Linked DNA regions of Mus musculus: region 2 is linked to region 1. The links are chromatin contacts, called in public Hi-C maps. All regions are on one chromosome and are shown on one strand. The core of a region is the stretch at or near the end of the contact, and the rest is flanking DNA. Distances in the headings are between cores, read along the strand shown. Region 1 holds the start of Pcdh8 (protocadherin 8). Region 2 has its middle 44 kb from the start of Gm10845.

Region 1 (4,420 bases), core at 1,392-3,891:
ATCTGGCGAATGCGGGCGGCCAGCGGGAGCTCCCTGCTCGCGTGCCTTCACACCTGGACCTACAGCCCTGCCAGTCCCGGGAACACTGGCTGCACAGTGCTCCTAGCAGTCCTTCCCCAGCCTGACGATCCACCCCCGACTTCCCCCCACCCCACCCCCCACCCCTCTTTGCTGCCAAGGCTCCTCCTCGGTGGACAATAGTCTTCAAACCTAGGGCTTACCTCCCCAACCGTTTCTGCCGCGGCTGGGCTTCTTGTTTGCCCTTTCTTGCCCTTTTGCTTTTTCCAAGCACTTGCCTTTGGGGGGTGTGGGAGGGAAGAGAGAGAAGGTGACAGGAAGTGCACTTAGCATCCTGCTGAGCTCCCTCGGTGAAACCTGGAATCTCAGGTTGGAGTTCAGCTCCCAGACACTGAGCTGTGAGAGAGTGTGTATTACAGAACCGTGGTCAAATCCCACCTCATGTTCCCTCCAGGTCCAGGCCAACACATTCTCTGCCTTGATAGCACAGTGCCAGAGACAACGAAGGTTCCCAGGTTGGCTGCTGTCCATCACTAAGGTTCCGAACCTGTTTGGGTGTGGGTCTGAGAGAGGCCATAAAGGAAGAGGGAGTGAGCCTGGAAAAGCCAAGAGTCAAGTGTGGGTCCAGGTCAGGGTGGTCTGGGGTTCGAAAAAAGACTGAGCATTCATACAATATTTATCTCTCCACCCAGGGTGAGAGCCAAAACCTAAAATGGCACTAGACAGAGAGAGAGAGAGAGAGAGAGAGAGACAGAGAGAGACAGAGACAGAGAGAGAGACGGAGAGAGAGAAAGACAGAGAGACAGGGAGAATAGAAATTAAGGTTCTGTAGGAGTGTTGCCTTTCTAATGTCTCAGTGGCTTCAGACATCTGGCCTCACTGCCTGCAAATACCAGCACTGGAAGGTGGAAAAGATGAAGGGAGCCCCCAAACTACCCACTGCCCCTCCTCAACCCCATAAAGATTTTTATTTAATGGCTCAGAATGCATTTCCTGCAATCCCAAACATCCCCTATCCCCTCCAGTGCACTGTCCACCCAGTCCTACCTCTCAGGTATTCTCCCTACTCGGGGCAAACCCCTGCTCCTCTTCTGAAAGCGGTCCAAATGAGTCTGAAGGGAAGAGACCTGCAAAAGGCCCTTACAGAAGGAACATGGTCCAGATTCCGAAGAATAGAGGCCCAATGCAACATGCTTAGCAAACTCATTGTCTTTATTTCTCCAAGTGTGTGACTTGTGTTTGTAACTCTCCCTTCTTCCTGTGTATTTACATCGCCTGTTCAATAGAGTCCTTCGGTAAGAATCAATAAGAATCAGTCTTGTTCCAGGTTGGCACAACCTGTCCTTCAGCTCCGGGAGTGGAGATACCTGGATACCTACGGAGGCATCTCGAGGACCCCAGCCAGGGAAAGTGGTAATGCTGAAGTTCTACGGTTTCATAGGCAGATGGCTAAGTTACCCCAGGTTCCTGCCAGGTTTCAACGTCACGCTGTGATTTTGTTCTTCTGGAACAGGGCGAGTGTTGCTTCCAGAGAGGCCCTATTAGAACAGAAAGCAAATCCTCTAAATAGGCGGAACAAGGCATCAGGAGGAAAACGATCTCTAAATGCACTTTAGTAGGAACCCGGTATTGTGTGGGATTCAGCGCCCATCACCGTTTAGCCTGAGAGTTATGGCACGGATTGAGGGTGAATAGAGAGGCATAATGGAGACATGTGGCGTTTGCTCATTATATTCAAGTTAGCCCAACTCTACTGTGGAAACTGTTCAACTTTCTCTCCCCCTCTAGCTTGTCATAGTGAAATAATACAGACATCGGGGCCTCCAATGGGATCGCCTGCCACGCCATTCTATTTCCACTACTAACGAGGGCTTCATAAGCCTTTGATACAGTCTGATCTTTGAAACCTTTCCAAATCTCCTCAAGCTTATGCTAAATCCTATTTGGAACTTTATTTTTCCTTGCCTGCTAGCACCTAGGGCTTAAGGAAGCCATTTGAACAGTGACATGCATACTAACGTGTATCGCAGGGCTCTTTTCTGAAAGGCAAGTGGCACCGGTGCTCACACGAGCAAAACACAATTGCGTACACAAATGTGAATAAAATCAGTTTTGCTCTACCCTTCACTCTTCTTCATCGACAGGTTATTCCCCACACCGGTGGGAAGCTGAGGGAGGAGGCGAACAGAGAGCCTCGCTCCCCAGAGCAAGTTTTGAAGCCTTTAAAATGCAAAATAAAGGGGCGGATGGGGGGTAGGATGTGAGACCCGGAGCTTCTGAAGAGAAACCCAGCTTGTTCGGGCTTAGTACCCGCAGCGGCGGGCAGAAGAGACCGGGTGCCTGGCACCCAATTTCCAAAAATCATCAGCTTCGTTTACTTCAGAGCCCAGTGCTAACTCATTGCAAGCAAGGTGCTAACAGAAAATGGGAGCAGGAGTTTTTAAAACAAAGGAAAGATTCCCTCATTTTCCTTCCCTGTTTTCTCCTCTAAGCCTTTCCACATTAAAGGGATTGTCGGTGGTTGGCGGAGGAGCGGCGCTGTGGCTAAGCGACCATTGGCTGGCCCCTTCCAGTGATTTGCATATCGGCAGCTATAAAGACGGAGGCGGCGCTCGCCAGCGCAGCTCCAGCCCAGGGAAAGGAGGCGGAGGCGCCGAGTGAGGGTGGGTCTGCGCGTCCTCCGAGCCAGCCCGAGCCGGAGCTGCAGCTTTTCCCGCACGGGGCTCGCAGAGCCTGGGACTCACGCTCCGATCTGCACGCCGGGGAAGACTCTTTAGGTTAGCCTTTCGGAATAGCAGTTGGGGATTGGCGATATGAGTCCTGCGAAGCGCTGGGGCAGCCCTTGCCTTTTCCCCTTGCAGCTATTTAGTCTCTGCTGGGTGCTCTCAGTGGCCCAGAGCAAGACAGTCCGATACAGCACGTTCGAAGAGGATGCCCCTGGCACAGTCATCGGAACCCTTGCAGAAGACCTGCACATGAAAGTGTCTGGAGACACAAGCTTCCGCCTGATGAAGCAATTCAACAGCTCTCTGCTCCGGGTACGCGAGGGCGACGGGCAGCTGACCGTCGGGGATGCGGGCCTGGACCGTGAGCGTCTGTGTGGCCCGTCCCCACAGTGCGTGCTGGCCTTCGATGTTGTCAGCTTCTCGCAGGAACAGTTCCGCCTGGTGCACGTGGAGGTGGAGGTGAGGGATGTAAACGACCACGCGCCCCGCTTTCCCCGAGCCCAGATCCCGGTGGAGGTCTCAGAGAGCGCTCCGGTAGGCACACGCATCCCCCTGGAGGTGCCCGTGGACGAGGACGTGGGTGCCAACGGGCTGCAGAGTGTACGCCTAGCCGAGCCTCACAGCCCCTTCCGCGTGGAGCTGCAGACGCGCGCGGACGGTGCCCAGTGTGCGGACCTGGTGCTGCTACAGGAGTTGGACCGCGAGAGCCAGGCCTCCTACAGCCTGGAGCTGGTGGCTCAGGATGGCGGGCGACCGCCGCGTTCCGCCACAGCAGCCCTCAGCGTGCGTGTGCTAGATGCCAATGACCACAGCCCGGCCTTCCCACAGGGTGCCGTGGCAGAGGTGGAATTGGCCGAGGACGCACCTGTGGGATCGCTGCTGCTCGACCTGGACGCTGCCGATCCCGACGAAGGTCCCAACGGCGACGTTGTGTTCACCTTCGGCGCCCGCACCCCTCCCGAAGCCCGCCACCTCTTCCGGCTCGACCCGCGCTCTGGCCGCCTCACCTTGGCTGGGCAGGTGGACTACGAGCGCCAGGACACCTACGAGCTGGACGTGCGGGCTCAAGACCGAGGTCCAGGGCCCCGGACAGCCACCTGCAAGGTTATCGTGCGCATCCGAGACGTCAACGACAACGCTCCTGAAATTTCTATCACTCCTCTGGCCGCCCCGGGGGCTCCAGCCACCTCGCCCTTCGCCGCCGCCGCCGCTGCCGCCGCACTCGGAGGAGCGGACGCGGCCTCGTCGACTGGGTCCGGGACACAGGAAGCCGGTATCACCTCGCTGGTGCCAGAGGGGGCGGCGCGCGAGAGTCTAGTGGCGCTGGTCAGCACCTCGGACAGGGACTCGGGCGCCAACGGGCAGGTGCGCTGCGCCCTCTACGGGCACGAGCACTTTAGGCTGCAGCCGGCCTATGCTGGCAGCTACCTGGTGGTGACCGCTGCATCTCTGGACCGGGAGCGCATCGCGGAGTACAACCTGACGCTGGTGGCCGAAGACCGTGGCACACCCCCTCTTCGCACCGTCAGGCCCTACACCGTGCGAGTGGGGGACGAGAACGACAACGCACCGATCTTCACCAAGCCAGTCTATGAGGTGTCGGTCCGCGAAAACAACCCTCCAGGCGCCTACCTGGCCACAGTGGCAGCCCGCGACCCTGACGTGGGTCGCAACGG
Region 2 (4,420 bases), core at 1,273-3,772, 53 kb before region 1:
GATATGGCTTGAGTGGGTCCTCTCAATGCGCTCAGAAGTTTGGCCCCAAGAATGCCAATATTAAGAAATGGTGGATCCTTTAAGGTGATAGGTCACTGCAAGAATTATCCTTAGATGGGATTCATGTACTTATCACAAGATGCTGGTTACTTTCCTCAAGAAGGGATGAATAACATAAGACTGGTCCTGCCCACTTTCTCTGTCTGGTCTCCCATTTTTCCAATTGACTTCTTCTGCACACTGCTGTGACTTTGTTTCCCTTTATTCTTGTGACACAGCCATGGAGGTACTTACGACAGACCAATCCAAGAAGTTCACATGGTCTTCAATATTTAACCACCGGAACTATAAGCTAAGTAAAAACCTCTTTTCTTTCTCTACTCTTTCCAAAGTACCCAGCCTTGGGCATTTCCTTACAGCAACTGAAAACTGACAAATACAAGGAGAAATGATATCTCTCATGGTTAGATTCATCTGATGATAGCATCTACTAATATCACCTGAATGACTGCTTCTCCCAACAATACCAATTGTTTTAGCTCCTGTGCTTTTGAATGCATGAAAAGACTGCCAATAAACAGTGTGTTTTATTGCCTAAAGATACTTAGACAAGGAGATGTCATGATCCTTTTGGGGAGAAGGTTTCTACCAATTTATAAGGAAGAAGACCCTTGCCTCTTACACTCAGTAAATGCCATGCCTGTCCAGGCTACTCTTACTGCTAGGCTATATTCATTTTCCTGAGAAACACAAAGTTAGTGGTAGCAACATACAGAAAAGAGACAGGAACCCTCAGGGATTTGGGCAGTTCCTTGTGCTGAGGACTATCAGTCATGGTAGCCTCTTGAGGCATGTTCACCAGCGTGTCTAAAATTGCCATATTTTCTGCCACTCAGGAACATAAGAATTCTGCTTTCATTTCCTCCAGGAAGAACTGGCAAGGAAGGAAATGACAATAGTTTGAGAGAAAGAGGTTTTGAGTTGCAAAAGCCTAGGACTTGGACCACACACAAAAGATCTGAAGAAAATGTGGTCAGTCAGAAAGTGTTTCCTGTTCCTGGGAGACAAAATAATGGTATCCTACCTGGGTAAAGGATACCATGGGATAAATCTGATATTTAGAAGCTTCTACAACTCTTAGGAGGGGTTCTTATCCCTGCCCTTCCCAAATCACACCAGATATCCCAAGAGAGCACCAAGATTCCACTTCATGTTGAGAAATGGCCAATATGCAGTGACCCAGTTCCCATGGGGGCTAGAGACAGGAGCCCTAGAGGAGACACAGCACATGGGGTCTGAAGATGGAAGGCCAGGGGAAGCTTTGTGGGTTTCCTATAGCCCTGGAAGAACCAGGAAATAGCATTCGTTGGTAAATGCCAAGGAAAGAATAAAGAACCAAACTAGGAGGGCAGCTACAGTGTTCAGGGCGGTCATGACACAAGAATGGGGACCTCCCAGCAGATGTGTAGATAGATGTTGACTTAGAACCAGCCATTGTGACAGGATCGTTGCCATTCACCAGCCTGAGTTAAACTCCATCCCAGCAGAACAAAAAAGACCAGATTAGTTCAGCAAAGTCCCTGTTTCCCTGAGCAACAGAGTCAGATGAGAAATCTCTCACTGATGGCAGGGACAGACATCATCTTACCTTAAGGCCCAGATTTGCAAACAGCTAGGTCCTCTGCATATACCTTATGGTCATGTAGCTTGGTGTTCTTGTGAGACTTCTAACAGTTAGAATGGGGATTTTTCTCTGACTCTTGACTCATGTTCCGGACCCTTTTATCCTACTTGGTTGCCATGTCAGGCTGTGATATGAGGGTTTGTGCCAAGTCTTGTTGTATCTTGTTAGACCATGTTCAGTGGATATCCCTGGGAGACCTGTTTTGTTGTTGTTGTTGTTGTTTTGTTTTGTTTTGTTTTTTGTTTTGAAAGGAAACAGAGGAGGTGTTGAACTGAGGGAAAGAGGAATTGGGGGAGGGACTGAGAGGAATGGAGAGGGGAAACTGTGGTCAGGATGTAATGTATTCAAGAAGAATAGAAGGTTGGGTTTTTTTAAGGCCCAGATTTGTGGTCTCTGAGTCATGCTAGCCATGTATGAATGTGTTCATCACTTATTAATACACAGAAAAGTCAAATTTTACTCAAGGGTTACATTCTAATGTTGGCTCGTGACGCGAAAACCAAGTATATTCACAATTGACCCTGAAAATATCTTAATTTGCTCACAAAAATTTAGTACTGTACCATTGCTCGATAAATTCAAAGCAGCCAGATTTTCTTCCAACTTTGAAACAGATTGCTGGCTTCTCTTTTCCAATTTAGCACCAAATATAGTAATTGGCTTTTGTTTAGAGATGTGTTGTTCAAAAAATTAAAAATAAATTATTTTTGTCTTCAAATGCTAGAATCACACGCATGTCATTATGACTTCATCACAGAAGAGCCAGGGACTAACAAGGAAAGAGCCCTCCACCCCCGCCTCGCCTGGGACACCAAACAGGGGGGTTGGAAGGACGCCCTCACCCACAGCTGGCATTGTCAGTCTGAGCTCACGACTCTTCTCCCTTTAAATCTAGCTTACCGACTGCTAAGACTTGTGTGAATGCTCCAGAATCTATGCCAGCTGCAACTTCGCAGCAACCTAGAGTCAACACAACTGCCACTTCGTACTCACCGAAAGGCCCTCACTTCGTTACCTCTAGCAGACATCTTCCCTGAAGGCTTTCCAAGTGACTCAGAGGATGGGTGTATAAGCCTCATGCACAACTTCATGTCAAAACCCCACGAGCACCCCTCCTCAGCCCACCCCCGGCCCCGTTCCTCACAGTCTCCACCTCTTGGCACCAATTATGCTGATTCGAACTTAGTCCTTCCCATTGTCAATCATCCAACAGAAAGGCACCTGTGCCTACGTCTTAAAAAGTACAGGGAAGTGTGTGACAATATTTTCCTACTGCACGTTAATTCTTCATGACCATGATCTGAATTTCATTCACTACCTTAACAGCTGTCACCTATTAACAAGTTTAACATGCTAGACACTTTGTATCTGCAGTCCTAATGACTTCCTATAATAACCCAAGGAATGTTCTCCAAGTCACAATTAAGGGAGCTAAGGGGCATAAGTAAAAGTCGTATGTATATACTGAGTCACACAGCCCAACCCAAGGTCTGAAGGTTTATTGACACTCCCTTCCACCAGTACAGAGTGATGTGGGCTTTCCGACTTAAACCCCCCAGCTCATGTCCAGACATCCAAGTGTTGAGATAATCTCTGTGGAGTGGTAGTCAATTAAAAATACAACCACCTAGCCCAAGCTAATTGTGTCCCACAGAAGGACTGAAAAGCTGTTGGCTAGCCAGTCTCTCTCTACCCGTTCACCTTTCCACTAGAAGCTGCTACCAGTGAACAAAAATAGAAATGGAGATGGCTAGATGGAAACTCTAGCAAAGTTTTCAGAAGAAAAAAAAAAAAAGCCAATCCTCTCCTCATCTCTGTTTGTTTTCTTCTATTAAAACTGGGGTCTCACGTGCCCTAGGCTGGCTCCAGATTCACTATGTAGCGAAGAATGAACCTGTGCATCTAACCCTGCTTCCACCTCCCACGTTCTGGGCATCTCAGTTTGCTGTCTGATGCTGTGCTAAACACTGCAGCCAGAACTTAGCTGGCTGAGGCAGTGGTTTATTTGGCTTCCGTCATCAGTGGGAAGCCAAGGCAGGAACCTGGAGTCAGAACCTGAAACAAAGATTCCTGGAAGAACACTGCACGAGGCTTGCTTATTTAGCTCACCCCAAGGCTCACGGTCATACGCCTTTCTCAAACATCCTAGGCTCACCCTCTTAGGGATGTACTACCCACAGTGGGCTTCCCCAAACCATCAGTTAAAAATGGGGGAAAAAAATCCCTCACAAGCAAACCAGAAGGCCAATCTGATGAAGGTTCTTCCTCAGTTGAAAGTTCATCTTCCCTGGTACACCTAGGTTTGTGTCAAGTTGACAAAAACTAACTATGACACTGAGCAGCAAGTATATTTCACCACTCCCAGCTTGTGTTGTGTTGGGGACCTTGTGCATCTGAGGCAATCATCCTACACACTGAGCCACGCCCCCACCCCAACCCTGTTCCTTCTACCTCTTTCTTGAAACACAGATGTTAAATCCTGGACTTCTGAAGCCCTTGTGTGCCACAGAGACAATTAAGATAATGTCAAGGCCGTCAACAAAGGACGAAACTGAGATGTGTTCCAACCGAAAACCACCTCCCATGGCCTACGGCGTCTGAGGAGAAAGCCAACTCCTTGTTTGTTGCCACCTCTTAGTACGGTGTTCTGTATCTGCGGCAGTTCTGCATGACGTCATCACCACCTCTGAGCTGCTTTATCCTTCACAAACGGTCTCTGTCCTGCTATCAGGCATA

Evidence for each region. A called contact is a pair of places that touch in the nucleus more often than the background predicts.
Region 2: a contact with region 1 is called in a Hi-C map of cortical neurons, with 4 times the contacts expected there. The contact joins the enhancer-like site here to the promoter of Pcdh8 in region 1. A contact is called at or near these places in 1 of 39 promoter capture datasets (hippocampal neurons), 3 of 484 Hi-C or Micro-C datasets (cortical neurons and nephron progenitors) and 6 of 115 datasets of contacts at active chromatin or transcription factors (embryonic forebrain, embryonic hindbrain, embryonic midbrain and 3 more).

What each region holds. Positions count from the first base shown.
Region 1 is chr14:79,769,533-79,773,952 of GRCm38.p6, reverse strand. Pcdh8 (protocadherin 8) reads left to right here and starts at 2,641. Exons shown (of 3, transcript NM_021543.4): 1 at 2,641-4,420. The coding sequence starts at 2,832. It overlaps Gm9748 (predicted gene 9748), which reads right to left and starts at 4,045. Exons shown (of 2, transcript NR_154550.1): 1 at 3,752-4,045; 2 at 1,211-1,556.
Region 2 is chr14:79,822,908-79,827,327 of GRCm38.p6, reverse strand. No RefSeq gene overlaps it. Among named protein-coding and RNA genes, the nearest start is that of Gm10845, 44 kb to the left of the region's middle. Within about 2 kb of position 2,522, at least 13 of the 459 cell types and tissues checked have an H3K27ac peak or open chromatin away from gene starts, as enhancers often do. A contact at or near this core is called in cortical neurons and hippocampal neurons, where this site is marked.